2 separate regions of the Mus musculus genome follow, and region 1 is linked to region 2. A link is a contact called in public Hi-C data. All regions are on one chromosome and are shown on one strand. The core of a region is the stretch at or near the end of the contact, and the rest is flanking DNA. Distances in the headings are between cores, read along the strand shown. Region 1 overlaps Aopep (aminopeptidase O). Region 2 has its middle 20 kb from the start of Gm40981.

Region 1 (5,595 bases), core at 523-3,022, 140 kb before region 2:
GCTTCTTGCCATGGAATTGGCAGAGTGATGTTATCTGATATAGACTCACATGGAGTTTTGCTAAGACACATGGTGAAACAGGGGCTTGGCTTGGCTTGCTTGTATAGCTAGCTTTACAACACTTCTTGGTCTCTCATCTTTACTGATCTTTGCTTTGTTGAAAGAGGCACAGTAGAGAATGTCTTCTGGTGTCCCCACTGGTCTTAATCTCTCCTGCTGATTCGGCTAAGGCCTAGCTGGCTAGTCCTGCTAGGTCATGCCACTACTGTTGCTATCCCAACACTACTGAACTGGACTGCTGGTATATCCGTGAAGTGTTTTTTGAGTGAATCAAGCTGCCACTGCTGACTCCTGTGGAGTGAACTGCTGATTTCTTGACAAAGCAGATGTGATTTGCTCCAAAGAACAATTTCTAAACCAGACCACTCCCTCCATATCATAATATCCTTTTTTTTTCCTACTACCTCTGGTGGGTAGTAGGCTAGAGGGGAGGTTAAAGTGTTTAAGAACCATCAAAGTAGGTCTTTGAAAAATCTAAGCCAACAGGTGATCCTGAATTTCTGATCCTCTTGCTTCCAGAAACTGAGGATATGGTATGTGACCTCACATCCCATTTTATGCTGAAGATTGAACCTAGGGCTACAGGCATGCTAGAGAAGCACTCTGCGAACAGCTACATCTTCAGCCACCAAAGGAATACAGTTTTGAAAATAATTTCCTTTTATCTTTGGCCTTTCACTCAATGTGTTCAATTGCACTGTAGAATGAGTTAAGGGCACAAGGCTATATACTCCATACATAGGTCCCTCTCAGGAGAGCCCTTCATACATTATGTTTAAAGACTATTTCTAGAGCTAGTATTCTCCCCAATAAGGAACTAACATGTTTATAACGTTGTCTAGAACCCAGCACTTTTCTCTGTAATAGTTTCAGAAATGAGACCCTGAAACGGTCAACATTCAAATGTAGGCTCTTATCCCTTGCCTTCCATGACTCCCTATCCAGCGAGCACAGCAATAGGGGCTCATTAGTGAGGTGGGAGTGGCTTTCCCTCCAAGAGGAGAATCATAAGTTGGTGGCAACTAGCCACATCAGGCAGGGTGCAGGACTGGAAGAGATTAGCTGCTTATGATGACATCAAAAGGGAGAGATGATTACAAACACAGGTAGAGGATGATTGCTGCAGGCCTTTCAAAGGCCTGGCAAGTTCTCTTGAAGGATGGCTTCAGCAGTTCTCTGTCAGTCTACGTGTGTGTGAACAGTTCAAAGAAAAGGAAACACTTAAGTGCAATCATCCAGAGGGTGAGAGGTCACAGTCCGATGATGATAAAATGCTACTTGTGGGTCTGACAAGCGGCACAGCTGCTCCATAACAAGAAGATTCTAGACAAACAGAAGCCATGCTTTCGCTTTGACCACCCCTCAATGAGAAGCTGGTCCTGCACACTCACTGCAGAGCTGGCCCACTCTGAGCCATGACCCACATCGTCTTCCCTCAGAGCAATGCCTTCAACCCCAGACAGTTAGACAAGTCTCTCCAATGTCGGAGCTCCAAACTCTCAGTCCCTGCACAACTTAATACAAACTGATTACTGTCAAGACCACTGTTTCTTAAACTGTGGGTGGATACCTGAACACTGTAACTGAGTTGGGGGGCAGGGGCACAAAAGTTTGGCCCCAGTGAAATGTTGTTGAGCCTATAACCAGTATAGTTCAAACCCAACACATGCTGAGTTGAACGTGTTTCTGGCAGCAGTTACTGGCATTGCATCATATGTTCACTTTGCACTTCTCCTTGCAGCTCCAAATACTTGTCACAGACTTGCAGCTGCTGAATGTTACCACCGCCGGGTTTTCACTGTGCACACAAGGTTTTCTGCTTTCATGGAAACAAAGATTTAATCACAGGAAGCAAGGACTTATATTTTCCCAATTATCATGCCTCAGCATGCAAGTGTGAGATCAGTGTATCTCTGAATTGATTATTTCATGTTAGCATGTTTGGCTTTAGGAATGCTTAAGTTGCTGATTTGAGTTTCATTTTTTAAAAAAATCATAAAATGAATCGGATCATTAGAATTAGTGCAGAATTTCTAATGATTTTTTTTTAAGCTGGCTGTAAAATACTCCTACCATATTTGTTTGAAACAGCCTTCTGAATGTTGAGGATTTTAAAGTCAAAATATCAATCAATTTTGAAAAATACTGAAGATGTACCATATCCTGTAGTGTCAATTATTCAGCTAGGATTTAACTGTTCATGTAAAGATGCCCAGTCATATCTGTTGCATTAATGTGCATAGTAGTCTTTAATAAATGATGTACTGAAAATGCTAAGATATATTTCTTTACCACTCATCAGTAAACATTTTGGTTTTGTGCTAATTTTACACTTACAATTTTAATATAAAGATCTCTTGCAGAGAGGGTTTGTGAGTGGAAAAGCCAAGGTCACCATGTCGATGATCAGCAAAACCATTGTAGCCAGGGCTTTCCAAGGCCTACAAATCCAATACTTTATGGATAACAGTTACTGCTTTAGGAAAGAGAAATGACGAGCAGAACAAGTTAGGAGAAGACCCCTCAGTAGGAAGAGAAGCAAAGTTAGGTAAATCAGCAGTCAAGTGAAGAGTGTCAAGAAAGCACCGAGGGGGCACACCACCCGCCACCCTCAGAGGGCCACTGCTCAGCGAACAGTCCCAGCAAGCTTGCAAAAAACAAACTTTTCTAGGGACAGAAAAGGAAGGTGTGAGCTGCTTGTCACCTCACCCACCTGTGCAAAAGGCACAAGGGACAGGAGTGCTCATTCAAATGTTTGGGTTTTTAAAGAAACAACCCATGAAAACATTTGAGATTGTACTTAAAATCTGAGAAACCATGGAAGCTCAAAACAAAACATATATGCAAACCCAAGTATGGAGCTTGTGAGAGAAAGCCAAAGAGTTAAGGGTGGGCAGACAGGGGAGTGAACACGCACTGACTTGTCTCGGGGCCTGTTCCTCAGGGAAGAACCACTGTGGGCACAACCCTTGGCATTTAAAGGAGGGGCCTTAGGGAATTAAAGTGTAAGTTAGCAAAAAAAAAAAAAAAAAGAAAAAGAAAAGAAAAAACAATTGAAGAAAGACTTCCAAAGCCTGTGAAACCTTACCACTTAAGATAATGACAGAAACTTATGACTGCTTCCTCTCTGGCAGAAAGGAGTGCAGTCAGAGGCTGAAAACAACAGGCCCTTTGTAGCAGCCTGTTGTGCTTTGCTTATTCTATTACGAATTGGCTGGGAGATAAGAACAAACAAGACAACACCCTGTCTAACTCCAGGGAGAGGGGTGGGGCAACCTGGCTCCAGTCGCTCCTGGGCAAGTGTGTGCAGGACGCCTGTTTGTACTTGAGGTACTTAGGAAACTCCATGCAGAGTCAGGAGCTGGGATAAGATGCAGACATCTTCCATTGCACAACCCAAACAAGTTGTGTTAATAAGGGGCTTTACAATATTTCTCCACCAAGAGCATTGAGAATATTTGCGTAATTATTTCTGTAAACTCTTTGTCAACATTATTTTTGTTCAATAAGAAAAAAAAATCCTTAAAAACTTAGACAAGCAAACATTTACATTGAGCTCCCCTCCCTGTGCCCTACCGTGTGAGCAAGGAATCACGAAACAGACAGCAGGTAAAGACAATGTGGCTTGGGGTCACCTTTCTCCCTTGGCACCGGGATAAGAGTCCAGGCTAGGAGTCAGGTGCTGTGCTAGTTCCAGCAGCGGAGGCTCTGCTTAAGAACAGCAGTTGCTGAGCCCTGGGGCTCTAGTTAGCAGGTCACGAGACAGTACAGCACCCACGACCCCAGGACAAAGCTCGTCTCTGTGGTTGTCCCATATCTCAGTGTCTGCTTATTCTCTCGTGGCTGACCTGAGCCCACCCTAACAAAGCCACCCTCCCTACCCTCCAGTGCCCTTGGTTTTACTTTCTGCAGAGCACACATTTTCACTTCTGTGTATTCCCTATTTCTCCCAGACTGGAATGAAGATCTATCTCATCAACCGCACTTGCCCTTGCAGGTTCTGAAGTTTAAGTGCTGCATCAGACAATATGCTTGATGGAAACACAGAGACTGAGCAGACAGCTACACACAACCTGGTGTGGAGCCAGTTGAAAGGAGGTCAGAGAGCCAGGCGTGGTGGCGCACACTTTTAATCCCAGCACTCAGGAGGCAGAGCCAGGCAGATTTCTGAATTAAAGGCCAGCCTGGTCTACAAAGTGAGTTCCAGGACAACAAGGGCTACACAGAGAAACCCTGTCTCGAAAAACCAAAACAAAAAACAAACAAAAAAAACGAAAGGAGATCAGTGTCTGCCGGCTACTTCAGCCAGCCACACTACCAACTGGACAGAGGCAAGACTAACATGTGAACAGAGAAGTTGAAATGCAGAGCCACATGACTTTTGATGGCAAGAAACAAAGCATTGAGATAATTTGCAGGATTCTTAAAATTCAATTATAGAGTAGGGGGTGGGGTACCTCGATATCAACAAGGTAGTCTTGCCAGCCTAATTCTGCTTTGTGACACATAACTGAACTATTAAAGATAAAAATAGGTAAGACCAGGACATAATTGTGATCTGATGTGAGACAAATAGCAAAATAATCATGTAGAGAGGTAGGACTCACATGTTCACCTTAAGCAATATTCATAAGTCTAGTTCCAGGCTATCATGTCACTGACATTACTGACACTATAGCAAGGTATGGAGTGTGACCAAGACCATCCTTTGCATTCATTTCTCAGTAAAAGGAAAGTGGGTTGGCTGTTCCATCTCAACTTGAGACACGAGAATGCATGAGGTCATAATGAAAACGGTGGAATATTATCTCAACAGCAGGAGAACTTTCTGTACATGAGAAACTTATTTAAAATGTATTCATAACTTTATGACTGCATCCTATTACTCCAAAACATGCAGATGCCATGTTCACAGAGGCAGAAATGAAATGAAACAAACCCAGAAAGTCCACATATCTCAAATGAGTAAAAGATGAGATGGAGCGGGCCATGGAAGACCAAATGCAAGCTGGTAGTCAGACAAGAGTGAAAGTGCCTTTCCTTTGGAACAGTGAGTAAGGAAAGGGCTGGGACAAGAGTATGTAGCTTGCAAGTTGTAAAAATGTGTTTTCCTCAGTTCACTGGAGTCACCTATTTGGCTCAAAAACAGGACCAAAAAAGAGAGTTTTAAGGATTCTTATTCAAGCTATGATAAATAATGTTTAAAACATTGTGTATTGTCCAAACATTTTTAAAAATCCTTTAACACAGTTAATGATTTTCCTGTTTTTGTTCACATGGAGATGCTGAATGCCATTTGCCAAAGTGGAATACTAAAATGGTACTCATTATAATTAAAACGTAATTGCTAAAGAAGCCCAGAGCTATGGAATTTATGATCCTGCTACATGTTTATAAAACAGGGACTCAGGAAAGAGCCAGTTAATTTACCAAGAAGTCCTTTGATTCTCCAGCACACTATAATGATCAGGACATGATGAATTTTGGTTTCTCATGATGGTATCTCAGATTTGAGAGTCTCCCTATCCCTGTTTG
Region 2 (5,215 bases), core at 2,391-4,890:
GCCACATTTAGCATTACAATACACAGCAAAACCAAACCTCAACAAATTGTGGTGATTCAAGACTGAGGGATAGTGATGATAAAGACTCTATCATTTTCCCCCTTTCCAAGTTCTAAAGGGTTCAGAATCAGCTCTATATGGTACCAGTAACGATAGAAGAAATGCATTGTTGACAGGTACCACTCCCTGTGGGTACTTTCATATCTTTGGGGTGTGCAGATAACTCCAGCAAGAGACATTACCAGGCTAGTACCACCAGTTTCAAGACACTCTGTCTTGCCCTGAAGATCGTAGGATTTCTCAATCAGATCAGGCTTCAAATATCATATTTTTTGTTGCTGTTGTTCCTTGGCACCAACATTGATATTTAAGGACGTATCAACAGTTTCCTCGATGATTAATGAGATGAAATTGTGGACAGGATATGTCTTCCTCTATTCCCAATCTGTTTGTTTGTTGTTTTTTTTTTTAATTGAAGGCAAGAAAAGACTTATTAGCCAGAGAAAACTTGGCTTAAATGTTAGAACAGTTGCCTTTAAAAATATACGTATTTTAAGTGTTCAGAGAATGGCAAGAGGCCAGGAAAGCACTCAGTGGGCCTTTCCCTCCCATGCTCCACATCTTATGGGCAGAGTGTGTGCCTTTTATCTTAAAGCTCCACCCAGACTCCCCTGGTAGGAAGCTTATCTAGTCTTTCCTTCTGTTTTCTATGTAAAGAAAATGGTTAAATATGAATCGAGCAGACTTGATTTGAAGACAAATAGAGTAATAAATGTTAAGATAACAGAAGCCTTTCTCCCCCAAAAAACCCCTTGTCCGTGTTGGGAATGACAGTCTGGTTATTGACTTTATAACTTCCAAAGTGTGGGAGAGACGATAGCACAGTGATCAAGACCAGAAATCACATCAGGGGTGAAGCAATTCAACCCAGCTCCTGCTATCAATGCAGGATTGAAAAGTTCTTACAAACTAAAGGAAGATGTCATAAAATAGAGAAAAGGGAGAGAGAGGAACTGCTTGTATGAGAGACACAGCTGAATATTAAGAATATGTTGAGCAAAAGAAGCCAGACACGTGCACATACTGTGTCCTTGCATTGGAAAATTCAGGAAAGACAGCATTCTATGGAGAGTTTGGGACAGTGGTTGCCTCTGGGGTGGGGGTAGGAAAGGAGTTTGGAGATCTCTATAATGATACAAACAATCCATTTCTTGATGTGGGTGGCATGCTTCAAGGTGTGTGTGCTTGTACCTCTGAGCTGGATCTTCAGATTTGTCTGTGTCACACTATGCACTTCAAGTACAGACATTTTAAAAGGACATCACACTTAGGAGGCATCTAAGGACAGAGCTGTAACTAAATTGACTGACAGATTTTGAGCATATGCTCGCAGGCAAAAGGTTTTTGTGTGATTATCGTTTGATCCTAGCAAATCTCTCCAAGATTAGATGAGGGTTTGTGGGAACCTCATTAGGATGCTCTCCCCTTCCCTTTTCGTGGATTCTGGGGATACCAACGTGCCTCAGTTACAATGTTTCTTGGGATAGGGAGTGCTGGTACTTGATCAGGACTTATCTCTATTGTGTACCTATTCTAAGAATTGCAGAATACCCATCATGCCTTGGAATGATTTTCTTAGGTCAATGGGTCAACTGGAAAATCACTTACTGAGATTCAGACACGGGGAGGGCATTGCAGTGCTGCCTGAGCATCTGAGCTTGGGCATTTCTGGTTCATGCGGTTTGAGCTCAAGTTTACTTAACTCAGAGGAACTGTGTCCCCATGACAGGGAGCTTTGGTACTGATGCAGAATGCATGTTGGTCTATGCCTCTGGTAAAGCCACCTTTCCTGTCCCCTTACTTTATACATAGGCCAACACTGAATGAATATCATGATTGTGGAGTTAGAGTAGAGCTTCAGGCTCTGTGTCTCGTCTCTTCCTTCCCCTCCCCACCCCTCGCCTTCCCATCCCCTCTTCCCCATATGTGCATGTGTGCATGTTCTTATGTATGTGCACATGTGTATGAAAGCTAGACAATATTCATGTGTGTCATTCCTTGGGCACCGTCTACCTGTTTCTGTTTGTGACAGGTTTCTTACTGTCCTGAAGCTCACCAAGTAAGTTACTAGGCTTCCTGGCCATCCAACCCAGAGGACCCATCTGCCTCCACCTTCCCAGTGCTGGCATTACACTCATGCTCTACCACATCTGACTTCTTTCTTTTTAATGCAGATTTTGGGGTGACACTCAGGTCATCAATTTCTGCAAGGCAAGCACCTTCTAGCCCCCAGAAGAGCCCCGTTTGTGGCTGGCATGTCCAGTAGGGTCTTCTGCTCTGGGTAAGACTGTTAAAGGTTATATGGTAAGGTGACTGAAGAGGAACCCAGCTATATTCTTCTGACCTGAAGTCTTGTTCTTGGTCCACTACTCCAGGGAGTGGCAAACACAGCACATTGTGCAAATCCGGCCCAGTACCTGCTGACCCAAGGATGTTCAGCGAAGTTTCAGAGGGCAAATTTGAGTGTGCACAAAATATCCTGGCTTTGCCTCTTGGCCCACAAGAACCTAAAATACTCTTCAGCCCGTCATGAAAGCACATTCTGAGTGCGTTCAGTGTCACTTCAAGCTGTCCCTGTCAGTAAGTAGCAACTCTGACAGGGTTTCTGAACAACAGCTTTTTCTATGCTGCAAGAATAAGACAAGGGACCAGAAAGAGGTCAGCTTTAGTAAGATACTAAAAACCTGTCAGTATACATGTGTGAGTATATACATGCTTATATGCGTAGGGGTACAGGTGTGTGTAGATGTGTGTATGCAGATATTGGGAGGCCAAAGAGGTTGATGTTGGAAGTCTTCCTGTACTGTGCTTTTCCTTAGTAATTGAGACAGAGGACAGCCTCATGTATCATGCATCAAGTACTATCGTCCCACACATACCCTGACTTTATTTTATTTATTTTGAGACAAGGTTTTTAACCACTGTGAAACTTGACAAGCAGGCTAAACTGGCTGGTCCAGTTAGCTTCAGGATCTACCTGTCTTCTACACTCCAGTGCTAGGCTTACAAATGTGTACTACCAAGTCAGCCTTGTGTTGGGTTGTTATTGTTTTGTTTGCGTGAGCACTGGGATTGGGATTGAATTCAAGTCCTCACATTTGTCCGACAAGCACTTTACTGAACCATCTCTCTAGGCCTGCTTTCTGGTTTTCCTTTTTAGCTTGAAAATAGCTCCATGGAAAGCTCATACATTGACATGATTGACATTAAGAAAATCACTCCAAAAAATCATAGAATGTTGATGTCAAAACTTAGTGATTTTTTTTGTTGAGTAGATTTTTGTCTTGGGGGAATCTTAGGGTAGGAAAGGAGGGCTCCTCTAATGAGGAACTTAGGAAGATGTACACCTGACTGTTGAAGATGAGCACATTAAGATAGCCACATCTCAATGCTTCTCTGTGCATTGTGAGTCAGAATCTAATCTCTAATCCCTTTCATCTAGGCTAGATTCTGATTTAGGAAGCCAGGGATGTGGTGACAACCTGAGACTTCTGAGAAACCTTGCAATGTCTACTTGGATGTCTTAGAAAACCTTGTCCCTGGGGGCCCCAAATACCACAGAAGATCATGGGGGACCTTCTACTTGGCGTGTGGGAGAGACCACCTGTGGGCTTTCTAGGCCCAAGGGCCTGCAAAGTCCAGGCTACCTCTCTGTTAAGCATCAGAGAATAGCCGCCAGCTGCCATTACATAGGACAGAAGAATCGCTGATATTCCTAAACCAGAAAATTGGAAAATTAAAAAACAAAGCCATTGTTATTTATCATTGTGTTTCAAGGAGTATGTTATAAACAGGGTAGAGAACTATTGGCTTCTTAGGGTTTCCATACAAACTACCACAAACTGAGTGTCCTAGAATGGCAGAAAAGGATTGTCTCACAATTCTGGAGTGTGGAGGCCTGAGAGGTCAGCAGGGTCCCACTCTCTTTGATGGCTCTAGGTTGGACTCTTCTCTTGGCTTTCTGAGTGAACAACAGCCCTTGTAGGTGCATCAGTCTTAAGTCTGTTGTCACATTGTTTTCTCTCTCCCTCTGATCTCTCTTCATTGCTCTTGCCCCACTTCTCTGCTCTTATAAGGATACTAGTCATATCAAATTAGCTTCCTCTCTAGCCTGGGGAGAGCATATTTTATTTGATTACTTCCATAAAGACCTTATTTCCACATAAGTTCACATTTAAGATACTGGGAGTTAGTAATATACTTTTGGAGAGAGGGACACATCTGACAGACACCTACAACAAAGCACTGAGTACACGCAACTTCCTTGGAGGACTCTAAGAAGCACTGGAGCATGGGGTGGGGAGTAAGACAGGAAAGGCTCAAAATATCATATACTCTGAAGGAAGTTGCCTTTATGAGCAATGGAAGCCAATTCCCCTGGGAGATTTGGTGGAGTGTGCAGAGATCACCACATAGTCATTCCTGCCCCACACACCGCCACCAGTAACAAAGATGAAGAATTGATGCTTTAGTTCCCATCCATCCCTTGCTGAGGAGTGCATCCTGGGAACACTCATTTCCTAGCACTTATGGAAGAATGCCCGAAGATAAGAGAATTGCACCACTGCAGAGCAACAGGCTTGTAGCAAGCTGCAGATGGCACATCTGAGGTGGTGAATGGTGGGTGTGGGTGTGGGTGTGGGCCATGGGTGATCTTTGCCACAGGCATGTTATGTTTTTGTTTTTTGTCAAAGACTCATTGAAAAGAAAATAGTTCAGAGTGCAGAAAGGAAATTTTTACTCTGAGAGTAAAGGGGTCAAAGGGCTTTTCAGGGCAGATGACCCTGGGATTCAATTATTTTGGAGTTTCTAGCACATAATTCCATGTAGGAGCTGAGAAGGTAGTTCATTCAGTTGGTAAAGTTCTTGCCATATAAGGATAAGGACCCAATTTAATCTGTGGCATCCATATACAAGCTTGCACAGTGGTATGGGCTTGTATCTCCAGTGCTGGGAAGTATAGACAGGAGGATTCCTGAAGCTCACCTACCCGTCAGATTTTAGTTCTTGACTGTATATACATGTGCATGCACACATGCACATATGCGTGACCATGTATGTGTACACACAATTTAAAGAAAAACCACAAAAGCTTAGTAAAGTTTATTACCCAGACCTTGTGCTGGGGATTTATTTTGTTATTTGTCATATTGAA

The links. A called contact is a pair of places that touch in the nucleus more often than the background predicts.
Region 1: a contact with region 2 is called in a Hi-C map of the N1E-115 cell line, with 1.8 times the contacts expected there. The contact joins two enhancer-like sites. A contact is called at or near these places in 1 of 15 datasets of contacts at CTCF or cohesin (large pre-B cells), 2 of 484 Hi-C or Micro-C datasets (the N1E-115 cell line and epidermal suprabasal cells) and 1 of 115 datasets of contacts at active chromatin or transcription factors (large pre-B cells).

Annotation. Positions count from the first base shown.
Region 1 is chr13:63,070,263-63,075,857 of GRCm38.p6, reverse strand. The region is part of intron 5 of Aopep (aminopeptidase O); the gene reads right to left. Among named protein-coding and RNA genes, the nearest start is that of Gm46422, 22 kb to the left of the region's middle. Within about 2 kb of position 1,772, at least 46 of the 459 cell types and tissues checked have an H3K27ac peak or open chromatin away from gene starts, as enhancers often do. A contact at or near this core is called in the N1E-115 cell line, where this site is marked.
Region 2 is chr13:62,934,991-62,940,205 of GRCm38.p6, reverse strand. No RefSeq gene overlaps it. Among named protein-coding and RNA genes, the nearest start is that of Gm40981, 20 kb to the right of the region's middle. Within about 2 kb of position 3,640, at least 10 of the 459 cell types and tissues checked have an H3K27ac peak or open chromatin away from gene starts, as enhancers often do. A contact at or near this core is called in the N1E-115 cell line, where this site is marked.